Regions from separate parts of the Sus scrofa genome. Here region 1 is linked to region 2. Evidence: chromatin contacts called from public Hi-C data. All regions are on one chromosome and are shown on one strand. The core of a region is the stretch at or near the end of the contact, and the rest is flanking DNA. Distances in the headings are between cores, read along the strand shown. Region 1 overlaps OSBP (oxysterol-binding protein 1). Region 2 holds the start of PATL1 (protein PAT1 homolog 1).

What was found. A called contact is a pair of places that touch in the nucleus more often than the background predicts.
Region 1: a contact with region 2 is called in a Hi-C map of skeletal muscle, with 4 times the contacts expected there. The contact joins the enhancer-like site here to the promoter of PATL1 in region 2. A contact is called at or near these places in 3 of 47 Hi-C or Micro-C datasets (embryonic fibroblasts, epiblast stem cells and skeletal muscle) and 2 of 2 datasets of contacts at active chromatin or transcription factors (alveolar macrophages and skeletal muscle).

Annotation. Positions count from the first base shown.
Region 1 is chr2:11,894,002-11,900,892 of Sscrofa11.1, reverse strand. OSBP (oxysterol-binding protein 1) reads right to left here. Exons shown (of 14, transcript XM_021082995.1): 8 at 1,289-1,534; 9 at 897-1,012. Among named protein-coding and RNA genes, the nearest start is that of TRNAF-GAA, 20 kb to the left of the region's middle. Within about 2 kb of position 4,417, at least 14 of the 83 cell types and tissues checked have an H3K27ac peak or open chromatin away from gene starts, as enhancers often do. A contact at or near this core is called in skeletal muscle, where this site is marked.
Region 2 is chr2:11,825,298-11,831,747 of Sscrofa11.1, reverse strand. It overlaps PATL1 (protein PAT1 homolog 1), which reads right to left and starts at 4,932. Exons shown (of 19, transcript XM_021082992.1): 1 at 3,733-4,932; 2 at 1,689-1,800. The coding sequence starts at 3,747.

The sequences.
Region 1 (6,891 bases), core at 3,168-5,667, 70 kb before region 2:
CCTCTACATTCTGTGTGTCTGAGAGAACCTTTTATTAAAGCAGAAGACTACACTGCAATAATGCAGCACTGCAGCTCTGCCTCATGAAGGAGGAGGAGCAGGGAATGGAAAGCATGGGAAGCTCAGGGAGGTGCTGTCAGCTCTGTCTCTAGGGAGCTACTTAGTTTCTTTCTACCTGCTTTGTGTTTCTTTCTCTGCAGGCTGGCATTCACTCTTTGGCACACACATGGTCAAATGTGGCTGGTCTAGTTCAGAAGAGCATCGAGACCCTCTGCTGTGCCTTTTGAAGAATCTCATTTTCCCTGAAGTATAGACACTCCAACATTGCATATTAAGATTCCTATTCCCAGGCCTGATCTTTTTGATCTTGCTGCAAAATTAACCTGTAATCCAATAAGATCTTTTAAAATAAGGTTTCATCTTACCTACAGTTCAGCTGTTACATAAATGATACCTAACTCCTTCCGTGGAGGAGGAGAGAGGGGAGAAAGGAGAGGAGAAGGGGGAGGAGCTACCTAAGAAACCCAACCTTGCGTCACAAGAGCTCTGCTCCATAGGAGAAGCTGATTGCTACGGTAATGGGGAAACCACACCACCTAAAAGAATTTTAAAATACATGCTAAAATGTATATTCTACAATATACTCAAAGATGCATTAAATATAGTGAAGAAGACAAACTTATGACTGGATGGGTCCTTAAAGAGTCTCAAGCCACCCCCACTCCCCCAGTAGCTGAGAAGTTATATGACTTGCACAAAGCTGGCTCAGAAGGTCCAGTGCCCAAACTAGACCTGCACGCAGGCTCCTGACCCTTGAACCAGTGACTCCCCTATCCTGCCAGAAAAGTGTTCTTTCCTGGAGCACAAATTAACATAAAGATGGTGGCCTTACCGAGGGCATAATGGAGAGGTATTTGCCTCGAAACTTGCTGGTGATTTTGATTTCCTGACGCAATGTCCAGCCATTTTTGGACTCAGCATGGTGTGCGGCCGCAGGGGGATGATGACTCACCTTGAAGAGATCAGTGGTTCGAGTTAAAAGAAAGGAGAAGGAAAAGATATTGCCTATTAACTGGTGATCAACACCCCAAATCCACACTTGACAATTTTACACCCATGGCAGTGGGTGAATACCAGGGCCTCCAAGGTTGAAGGCCTGAGGGAAAAGGAGGCAGTTTGGGATGACAGGGACTGGAATATCTGCAAATCTAACACCCAGCGAGATCAAGCCCCCCAGATCACCCCTTCTTCAAACAGGAAAAGGGTCACAGTTCAGAGCCTCCTTTACCTGCTCACAGAGGGATCGGTACCCATTCTCCTCTAATCGGTCTAGCTCGAAGGTCTCCCCAAGGAGTGGGTTGAATGGCTTGCTGGTACGGAAGACAGTGGTGGAGTAGGAGGACACGGTGAAAGCTGCAACATAACAGAGCTGTTCTAGAGAGTTCTCACACTTTGCAGCACGGTCTAACAGCTCATGGTATTCCAGGTCTTCAGTAAGGCGCTGAAGCATGGATAAGGGCTCATTAAAGTTCACCTGTCAGGAAAAGAGCAGATATCAAAACTTTGCCCACACATCCATTAGGAGACAATTTCTTTCTTTCTTTCGTTTTTTTTTTTTCTTCTTTTGCAGGTAGAGACACATATCAAGATGTCAAGATGATAAAGCAAATCACTGGGAAAAGAAGAGGCCTTTGCTCGGTAGAGCAACCCTGAGATCTAACCCCAAAGCAGCCCATTCTCCTTGGTCAACTGTCTGTGTCAGTGCGTGGTGGGAATCACCACCATTTTCATTTCCTTCACTAACTGTAAACTCTCTGCGATGGGAACCGTGCCTGTCCTGCTCCCCACTGCATATCCATGCCTATCATGCCTGCATATCATGCCTGGCCCATGGGAGACTGTTATCAAAAAGCTACTGAATGAGAGCATCAAAGAAGATATGTACTTTAATAAGAGTTCCCGTCGTGGCACAGTGGTTAACGAATCCGACTAGGAACCATGAGGTTGCGGGTTCGAGCCCTGCCCTTGCTCAGTGGGTTAAGAATCTGGCGCTGCTGTAAGCTGTGGTATGGGTCGCAGACTTGGCTTGGATCCCATGTTGCTGTGGCTCTGGTGTAGGCTGGTGGCTACAGCTCTGATTAGACCCCTAGCCTGGAAACCTTCATATGCCTCGGGAGCGGCTCAAGAAAAGGCAAAAAGACAAAAAAAAAAAAAAAAAAAAAAAAAAAAAAAAAAAAAAAAAAGTACTTTAGCACAAGTATACCCAGAGAGAAAGTGAGGCACCTGACATTTTCGAGGGTGGAAAGAAAAGGTAGTAAATTCTAAGTGCAGGTGTGTCCTGACTGGCAGGAGAAACAGTACAAAAGTCAGCTTGCACTGGTGGAGCAGATGATGGCCTGGAGTCTCGATTCAGTTCTACATCAGACCAGGGTTCTGCTTTCTCCTCTGAGCCTGGACAGTTGTGTTTCTGGACTAGAGTGCTCAGCCTGGGGGCTGAGAGAGAGCCAGGAGTGTGTCCATCATTCAAGGTTTTTTTTTTTTTCTTTTTAGGGCCACACCTGAGGCATATGGAAGTTCCCGCTGGTCTACACTACAGCTTGCAGCAAAGACAGATCCTTAACCCATGAATGAGCCCATGGATTGAACCTGCATCCTCATGGACACTAGTCGGGTTCTTAAACTGCTGAGCCACAACAGGAACCCTATACCTTCCAAGTTTTAGAGCCAACTTAGGGCACTGAGCCACAGGATAAAGCAAGTGTGTATCTGTAGGCCACTGTCAGGGAGCTGTCCATTCATTCCACAAATATTTATTGAGCCCTTACCTGTGCCAGGTCCTATACAAACCAGTGGGTATAGAGAAATGAACAAAAGAGACATTGTCCCCCACCCCCTCCAAAGAGTTAGCTTCTAAGTTGACTGAGTGGAATTTACGATGACTTTACCACTTAGAAAATTACTATAAAAAGAGGTTAGGTTCCCAGGCTAGTCCATAAAGCTTATGTAACCAGCACTACAGCTAAACAAGCCTGAATATCACTAGCCTGAGTTCTGAGTCCAGAGAACAGAGGGAGGAAGAAAAAACTTCTACTGTGTGGAGCTGAGCTAAAGCAACATTTCAGTTAATAAAACCGACAAAAACAGCACTTTTCTTTCCTACAGCCCAAGCTCTTTTTCTTTCTTTTTTTGCCTTGTTGTCCCACTTCCTACCCGCCAATTTCTGAGTCACACACTACCCTAATATTAACTGTCCTCCCAATTATGAAATATCTTGTAATTTCCACTATAACAAACTTTGGAAACAAAGCACAAAGGAAAACTACTGGAAAAACCATCACCCAAGCAGAACTATTATTAATAGTTTCTTATTTATTGCTATGCATGTGTACATTTTATTTTATTTTATCTTTTAGGGCCGCACCCATGGCATATGGAGGTTCCCAGGCTAGAGGTCGAATCGCAACTATAGCCACCGGCCTATGCCAGAGCCACAGCAATGCCAGATCCAAGACATAACTGCGAACTACACCACAGCTCACGGCAACGCGGGATCCTTAACCCACTGAGCGAGTCCAAGGATCGAACCTGCAACCTCATGGTTCCTAGTTGGATTTGTTAACCAGTGAGCCACGATGGGAATTCCCATTTATACATTTAAAAAAATAAATAATATACTAGAGCCTGTTTTTCCTCTGAGAAATATAGCAAGCATTTCTCTGAAAATTTCTCAATGGGGAAGTAAGATCTATCCTGCCTCAACTAAAAGAGTATGCCATGTCCCAAAACCATCTTCTCGACACTGAGAGAAAAGCAGTATGATAGGAAAAAATGCACAGAGGGGAAACAGAAATAACTCAAGTCCTCGAGGGTCTTTTCTAAAGAGGGTACTTATTAACTACGCCAGAACTGCAGGCACCATGCAGTAACATTTCCATATATTTTGAGAAAAATGGGCCAGTTGGTGGCCATGGGACAGATCAGCACTGCCCGGGCCTAGAATCGCTACATCCTTATACCATCTCCGTTTATCTCACACACACAGCCCTACTCCCCCCCACCACAACAACTTTCAGGAACCACGGTTTCTCTGAAAGTGCTAAGCTTTTCATATTGGCCATTTTACCACTCAGTGACGCAACAGGGAAACAAATAAATCTGAGAATTTAAAGTGGAAGGAAGCAGGGAATTAGTTTTACAGCTGATGGAGAGCTGGGCAGCCAAAAAAGACAACCTAGAGATTAGCAGCAGCAGGAAGCTGTAACCATCGGCAGGTGGGCGGCACAGAGAGAAGCAGTGGTATTACTGCAGCACAGAGACCAGAGGCATGTGGCAGCAGCTAAGACCTCAGGGGGCCTGTCCAGTGGAAACTAGAGCCACACAGCTGCTGCCAGAGCACTGCCCCAGAGAATGCAGTCAGGGCGGGGAGCACCCTCGGGTTTTTCCCTTCCTCCCTGCTCCAATCTCCTACTGGTACCCTGCCGTGGTGGAACCCGGCCAGAGCCCAACAGACATGGAAGCCTGAGAAACACAGCCTGGAGGGATCAGCTTTCTGTGACACACACAGAGCAGGGAAAGGGCAAGGACTAGATCCGCAGGCAAACAGGTACAGGACTGCACATTCCTTGTCACAATGTCAACAAGGAACTAATGGTTAAGAAAGACAGGGAGGCCCCCTAGACTCAGAAGCTATCTCTGAGCAGGAACTGCATTTCTGAGGCTGCAGTGACATGCCTTCCAGCCTAGCCTCCCATCGCTTCCTTCAGGGCACTAGGCAAGTGGGGCTGCCTTTTAGGTCCCCAGTGAACCAGTTCTTTTATGTGTCTTCAGGGTGCTTACTCACGGCCTTTGCTTGTCTGGAGGCCAGTATCTTTCTAACAAAAATCCCATGTGCTTACAGAGGAATCTATTTGTTTTCCAAGACCCAGTTAATTAATTACTTTAACATGTGCTGAAGGATATGTATGTGCCAGGCACTGGCTAAGCATCAAGGATATAAAGACCAATACCACAGTCTCTGCCCGAGAGGAACCCGGTCTACACAGAGGCAGAAACCACTGACTGGTCCATAAGCCCCAAGAGGCCGGAAGAATGCTATCTGTATTTCTGTAGGCCATGCACCTGACTGGGGCTGAGCCTGCAGCCACCCTCACTCTCCACTCCTCCCTTCTATCGGTAGCAGAATCCCTGATTTTTATTTAAGCCCTGCCACCAAAAAAGAAAAAGTCCTTATTTCCAGCTCCTTGTCCACCTAGCTAAGGCCACATAAGTTCTGGCCAAAGAGACTAAAGGGAAAATATTTATGCAATTTCTAGGAAGCACCCTTAAAAGGCAGGGCATGCCCTTCTCCTCTTGCCTTTTTCCTGCTGCTGGAATGAGACCCTAATGGCCTGAGCTGGAGCAGCCACTTAGCCCCTAGGAACTGAGGCCACAGAGCAGGACAAAAGGACAGAAAGGAGCCTGGTCCCAACACTGCAGAGTATGGTACCAGCCCCAACCACCTACTTCTGGATTTTAACATGATAATGAGTTAAGCTAATATTTGTTTAAGGCAGGAGTTGGTCAGCTTTTTCTGTGAAAGGCTAGATAGTAAATATTTAGGCTTAGAGGGCCATATGGCCTCTGTCACATCTACTCAGCATTACTGCTGTAGGATGAAAGCAGCCACAGACAATCAGTGTATGAATGAGCATTTACCATGTTCCAATAAAACTTCATGGACCTTAACATCTCAAGTATATATAATTTTCACATCACAAAATACTATCCTCCTGATTTTTTTCCAACCATTTAAAAATATAAAGCGGGGAGTTCTGTGCCCATTGTGGCACAGTGGTTAAAGAATCTGAGTAGGAACCATGAGGTTGAGGGTTCGATCTCTGGCCTTGCTCAGTGGGTTAACGATCCGGTGTTGCCGTGAGCTGTGGTGTAGGTTGTAGACACGGCTCGGATTCCACGTTGCTGTGGCTCTGGTGTAGGCCAGCGGCTACAGCTCCGAGTGGATCCCTAGACTGGGAACCTCCATATGCCACGGGAGCAGCTCAAGAAATTGCAAAAAGACAAAAAAAAAATTTTTTTTAATTAAAAAAAAATAAAGCCTATTCTTAGCTTGCAGGCTGTAAAGACAGCTGCTAGATTTGGCCCCAAGGCCAGTTTGCTGACCCTTGGTCTAAACCAATATATTTTATTTGCTTCTTTAGACTGAATTTAGGAGTTCCTATTGTGGCTCAGCAGAAACGAATCTGACTAGCATCCATGAGGACGTGGGTTCGATCCCTGCCCTCACTCAGTGGGTTAGGGATCCAGCGTTGCCATGAGCTGTGGTATAGGGTCACAGATGAGGCTTAGATCTGGCGTTGCTGTGACTTTGGCATAGGCCAGTGGCTACAGCTCCGATTAGACCCCTAGCCTGGGAACCTCCCTATGCCACAGGTGCGGCCCTAAAAGAATAAAAAATAAAAACAAACTGAATCTATACCTAACTGACACACTGATACAACCCCAAACAGAAAGTCAGTCAGTAAACACTTGTGGAGTGAGTGAAACCACTGCCTAGAAATAAACAGTGGAACTTGTTGGAACCCAGGGGAAAGACAGCTCACCCTGAACGCATGCACAGGGGAAGGTTTGCTGAAAGAGAGGACACTATAGCTGAATCCTAAAGAAAAAGGTGTCAGCCAGAGCAAAAGTAAAGTGACAAGTGTGGATTGGGAGCTGATGAAGGTTTGGGCAGAAAGAGCAGGGTGTGCAAATACCCTGAGAGGAAAAAACCAAGATGTGGGTGAGCATCTGAAGGTAACTCCCCAGGACTAGACCGCTGATGTGTACGGGCGGAGCCTCAGCCTCAGGAGGAAGTATGAAGCTCACTAAGGAATCTGGACTAAGCTCAAAGCA
Region 2 (6,450 bases), core at 3,683-6,182:
TGTCCATAGCTTCTATTGTATTCTATAGGTTTTTACTAAAGTTTCATGTACAATTTGCAATTCACATCAGTTCCCTGCTTTTGTAATTCTAGTCTCCATCCGCCCCCTTCGCTGTGATCTCCATGGAGAGAGAACAGCATCTTAGATCACGTCGTCTTCTTGGACGATCTCATCCCCAAACTATGGCTGAAATCCAAAAGGTCTTCGGTGCCCTCTTCCACAGAGCCCAGCTTTCTAACTTAAAGGCTTCTCTAGCTGCTCCCAATAGCAGCAGTTTTAGTTCTCCAGTGAATTTTGTAAACCCTGATTGAAGAGAGTATACTTTTTCATTTTCGCCAGTTCACTCAACTCATTCTAAGCTTTAATAAATTTAAGCTGTTTATTTCACTGAAAAACCAGTAACCAAAACATTTTTAAGACCCTTTATTTGTTTTGGATATTCAACATTTTAGGATTACCCACGACTGATAAATTTCCTCTTCTTATTACTTAACTTTGAATATCTGTTGCTTAGATAGAAGTGCAAAGAAATCCCACATTCACACATCCCAACATAAATGAAGTCGTTGCTGCTTTTCAACACCATTAGTCAAAGCGGAGATATCTGCATTGATTCTTATCTTCTTTCCAAAGTACAATTTAATTTTAACTTATTAGCATACTTGCTCTAGGGTCTCTAATTCTCAAACTTTATCATACAAGCTTGCTCCCTGAATCTCCCATTTCAGTAATTATAAGCCTGTGGCCTCTAGCTGACTTTGGTTTTTTAGTTTTTTGATCTTTTCCAACTCCTAGAATATTTATCTATACCCAGGGCTGAGAAAATTTCATTTTTTTTTTTTTTTTTTGTCTTTTGTTGTTGCTATTTCTTGGGCTGCTCCCGAGGCATATGGAGATTCCCATGCTAGGGGTTGAATCGGAGCTGTAGCCACTGGCCTACGCCAGAGCCACAGCAACTTGGGATCCGAGCCGCGTCTGCAACCTACACCACAGCTCACGGCAACGCCGGATCGTTAACCCACTGAGCAAGGGCAGGGACCGAACCTGCAACCTCATGGTTCCTAGTCGGATTCGTTAACCACTGCGCCACGATGGGAACTCCAGAAAATTTCATTTTTGCACAACACCTTTCTAACTTACAAAGACCTCTTACTACCAAATTCCTGGAATAAAATATGTAATTAAATATACTTACTATAGGACAAAAGCAGGGTCAGGCCATATAAAAATTTTCAAACATACATATATGAATCTTAGTTTTCTCCTAATGCACTAGTTTTCCTTAAGTTACGTGTTTCATGAAAAAAAACAAAAAAAACAAAAAACTTCCTTCTCTATCCAGTGTTGCCATGAGCTGTGGTGTGGGTCACAGACGTGGCTTGGTTCCTGTGTTGCCATGGTTGTAGCGTAGGCTGGCAGCTATAGCTCCAATTCGACCTCTAGCCTGGGAACCTCCATGTGCCACAGGTGCGGTCCTAAAAAGACCAAAAAAAAAAAAAAAGTCCTTCTTCTAGGATTATTTTAAGCCTTTATAAAATGTCCACTTGTCTAACCATTTGAATTTCTTATAGTGTCAACTTAGAACGATAGATCATAAAGCTGGAAAAGACAAGGCTTAGAAAACACCAGATTTTCTAAGTGAGGCAAAAAGAGACCAGAGGAAGACAAAAGTACTTAATATCGCTTACCAACTGCACCTGACCCAAATGTATCATCATTGAATTGATCAATCTCTTCATCTTCCTCTCCCAGCCCCTGAAACGCATCTTCATCTTCATCCAGAGGACAATCCTCCAAAGACTTTAAGAGAGAGAGAGAGACTGATAATTCGTGAAGTTCACAACCTCACTTAAAAAATGTTCTAAAAATGTTCTTACCTTCCCAATCAACACAATAGCTTCATTATGACTTTTTGTACAGATGGCATTTTTTTCCATCCCCCAATTTTCCCGACATTGGAAGATTTGCAAATCGTTTCTTTCAGCTTCTCTTTCCTATTCCTTATTTCATTTAACCTCTTCCCCCAAATTTCCATTTCTCTTTTCAGCAAGAATCTAATAATAGCATTTCCTCATGCAACCAAGAAATTAGGCCTGTAACTTCCTTTCCATCACTGGTTACAATAATGACAAATGAAAGCAAACACTTTACATTTTGCTAGAGTTTTACATCTATTTTTCAATGAAATTCTTATCTTCCCCATATTCATGTCATCTTTTCAACCCTTTTATTATTCCCTTTTGAAGCTTTCTCATCATTTTTCCTCTTCCTTCTTTCTACAGGCCCAAAACTGGTGATAAAACAGAAAGCTAAGATTTCAATCACAATTAAGTAAACTCTTGAAAGGCCGGGATGTGGCAAGTTTAAGTTCTGTCTCAACTCTGACAAGTGATATCAACTTGGGCAAATCACAGCCGTTCTGATGAATTCATTCAATACCTCCTGAGCACCTACTGTGTCTCAGCCTGTATTAAGGCTCTAAGCCACAATCTCTTAGGTGGTAATACAAGGACACCACCACCTGCCTCAGCAAGTAGTGAGGATCAAAGGAGAAAAAGATTGAAGCAAACATTGTGTATTGTTAAACAATGCTAGATATCACTTGGGTATGTTCTACTTTAAACACTCCCCCCCCCATTTCATTTATTTTTCCAAGTTTTCTTTTCTTTGGGGAACTTTGCCCCACCACATCTCAGCATGTCTCTCCATGTTTACATATAGTCAGTTTGATCTCGAGCCATTCCCATCAAATAGCAAGAATACACAGCCCCAATTTTCAAATACTCAGAATCAGAATTCCACACTCTCTGGCAGGCACATTTGTGATAACACCTTGCCGGCTATTTCTCAGCTAGGCTGTTCCCAAAAGAAACGTTAGGCCAAAGGGCCATCTTAGGTCCTTCCAAACTTAGACAAAGCAAGCATGTGCAACTGCATCCACATCAGAGGCAACTTCCAGAAGCATTCCCAAATCACAAAGATCTACTTCACCGAATCACTGCTTTTTAGGTTGGAAAGGGATCGTCTAGACCCACCCTTTCTACAAATCCAGAAACTCTGTCTAGTGATTAGCAGTCGCTAAAGGTCATACAGAGACTCAGTGGTAGCGTCATAACTCTGTTGCTGTATTCCAGGGACCATCACGAACCCCCAGTTTCCCTCCATTCGCCCAGAAAAAACTTCTGCTGGACACGCCCCTTCCCCACTCGGAGCTCTCATCAGTAAACAGTCTTCCGCCCCAGTCAAAGGGCAAGTGCAGGCCCGGGTGACCTGACGGTTGCCTGCGAGTAAGGGGCTATGTGTAATTAATGCGAGATGATAGTTCTGGGTCTTAGGCGGGAAATGCGTCCCTGGGCTTTACCCTGTGGCTCTTCCTTAAGCCTTAAGTGCCACCGGGTGGGTGCAAGGCTCTCAATGCCGAGCCCCACCGGGGGTACGGTGGGGTGGGGGGTGGTTGGTTACCGCACTTAACGGGCCCTCCCCACCCCCAAACAGAGGTCAACTCTCCTCAGTAGCAACTGATAGGACAGTCCCGCCCCCACGAAGCCAGCTCACAGCCCTTGGACTAAACCCGCGACCCCAGAGCCCACACACTCTGCTCGGTCCTGCCGGCCCCTCCGCCCCCCCTTTTCCCCCCGAGGGGCGCGGACCGACGCGCTGAGCGTGAGAGAAACAGAGAGGGGGGCGCGTGCCGGCGGGAGGGAGGGGTCACTTCCGGTCGCAACAGCTCACCTCGTAGCGGAACATTCTTGGGGAGGGGGGGGAGGGAGCGGGGAGGGGAATGGGGGAGGGAGGGAAGAAGCGCTGACTCTCCGGGCTCCTCCGCGCGCGGGTCCTCCACCGGCTCGCGACCCCTGGCCGCCGCCGTACGCCGGAGCGTGCGTGGGAACGTGCGCAGGCGCGCCTCGGGGAGGGCGGCCGCCCCGCTCCGCGCCCGGCGGCGGCGGCTGCGCGGGGACAGATTTGGCGTCCCGCTTCCTAGTCTCGGCGGCGGGAAGGAGGTCCCGTGGCGAGAGACTGCGCACGCGCCACCCGTCGGGGGCTTCCTCGCGATCCGAACCTGTAGCTCCGCCCCCGGCTTCTCTGCGCCCGCCCGACGCTGAGGTTCGAGTCACGAGTTTTCCGTCACCGACGGGGCGGAGAAAAGCCTTGTGATTGTCACAGGATATGGCTTTGGAGAGTCCCAGGCTTAGCTTAGGCTGGGAGAAATGGACATTCCTGGGCACTTTTTCCAGCGTCCAACACCGTCTTCGGGTTGCTTGGCGGTCTTCACGACATACGATAGGCACCGAGTGGAGGGGAAAAAAGTTAAAGTTCAGGTCATCGAAAGGGGCTGAGTTCGTCGCCACTTTCAGCGGCACGTCACCCGCTGAGTCAACAGCAGGTCAGGGCTGTGATTTATGTGTCTCAGAGATGAAGGCTTTTTTTTCCTCTTTTCTTTAAACCGAAGGCTTATTAGGGAGGTTCAACCAGGGAGGTATTTTTAGGGCTCAGGCACATCAAGCGTGTGGAGTGAGGGAGCCAAAAAAGGCAGCACAGCCGTGGGCAGCAAGGTCATCGAGGCTGAGTGCGCCGTAGGGTGACACCACCTCCTTAGAGGATCAGGACCAGAAAAGCATTTGTCCAGGTGCCTTGGCAGCCTGTTTTCAGAAGTCTCTTTGGAGAACTGTTATCTCCGCTAGCCGAACTCACTCTTTCCCCTTGAAGACTAAACTTGGCTACGAAATTTAGTCCTTGCACCACGAATTCTTGTGCAGTTTCGCAACTCCTTTCTCCGGTGTCTTAAAGTGCAGCCTCGCCTGGGAGTGGCATAGAGTAAATTCCTTACGTGGTGGTATGACCGGATTAATCAGAGCCTGAGTAGTGGAAACTTGGATTTGGAAATAGAAGTTCTGGGTGGGAATCAGTGCTTTGCCACTGGGCCGTCAGATTTGGGGCAAGTTACCTAAACGTGTCTGAGCCTTAATTTCTTTGGAAAACGGGATTAATGATACCTGCCTCACAAAGTAGTGGTTCAATGGCATGATGATTCCAGTAGTACTTCTACTGATGGTTGAAGTCTGCCTTATGCCAATCCGGTGAGGTAGGTGGTATTATTTTCTCCATAGATGAGGAATTTGAGGATTAGAGATGTTAAGCAGTTTATCCTAAACCACTCAATGGCAAGCGGCAACCAGGTCTCTCATTCCAGAAACCCAGTCTCTTAATCATTGTGACAGTTTAACAAAAGAGGATATTTACATGGGACAGACCTAAATGTTAAAGTGGAGCAGGCTGGGGATAAGATGATAACTTTTAAGCACGCATAGAACACTACAAAAGTTCATGTATTAGGTAGGGGCACTTCTTAACAGTGAGAATTGGTGCCATATAGACCAAAGGTTGGGAAAGTGTGACCCACAGCCAAATCTGCTTAGCTGCCTTTTTTTTTCAAAGTAAAGTTTTGTGGGAAGACGGCCATCTTCATTTATTTACATATTGTCTTTAGTTGCTTTGGGGCAACAAAGGCATAATTGAATACTTTCAATGGAGGCTATTTGGCTAGCAAAGCCTGAAATAATTACTCTGGCCCTTTACGGAAAGAGTTTGCTGATTCTAGATGTTGCAGATCAAGTTTTCTGATCATTATGTCAGAATTTTTTTTTTTTTTTTTTTTTTTTTTTGGCTGCACTGGTGGCAAATGAAGTTCCCGGGCCAGGGATCAAATCCAAGCCACAGGTGTGACCTTTGCCACAGCTGTGGCAACACCAGATCTTTAACTGGATCTGCACCAGGCAGGGAATGGAAATTGTGCCTCAGCAGCGATTGGAGCCACCTCAAATACAACACTGGATACTTAACCTACTGTGCCACAATGAGAACTCCAGACATCAGAACATTTTAAAAAACTCCACACTTCTAATTAATGGACTGCTTGAGAAAACATAGTGGAAAGTAGATAAACTTATTAACGTATAAAGACTTGAGATACAGCTAAAGCAGTTTCTATGAGAGAATAGGAAAGCCTGAATGTAAATGAACTATAGGATGATGTCAAAGAAAGGATAAATAAGGAAATAGTAAAGAGCAGAAATGAAAGAAACAGAAAACAAGATAGAGATGGTCGATAAAATTATGTTTTTCTCATGCAACAGCTGTCTTTGAGGGAGATGAATGAGGGCCACTTTAGGCAAATGTATTTTCTTGAGCTGTGTAGGCCCATTATTAAGATGGAGAGGGTAAAAATTCTTTTCACAAGTAATTCTTTCGAAATAAGATATGAGGCCTTTGGAGAGTGTCTCTTGAGTGAGTGGAAGAAAAGTCTCTCCTGCACACCAGCTAGGTGGAAAAGGCGATTGACAGTTGAGAGGCGACATCAATTAGCATCGCTATCATGCTTTCTCTGGCCTTGCCATCCTTTTTCCAAAGGTTGTAAAAAAAATCCACTGCGGTATTTACAGATTCTATACA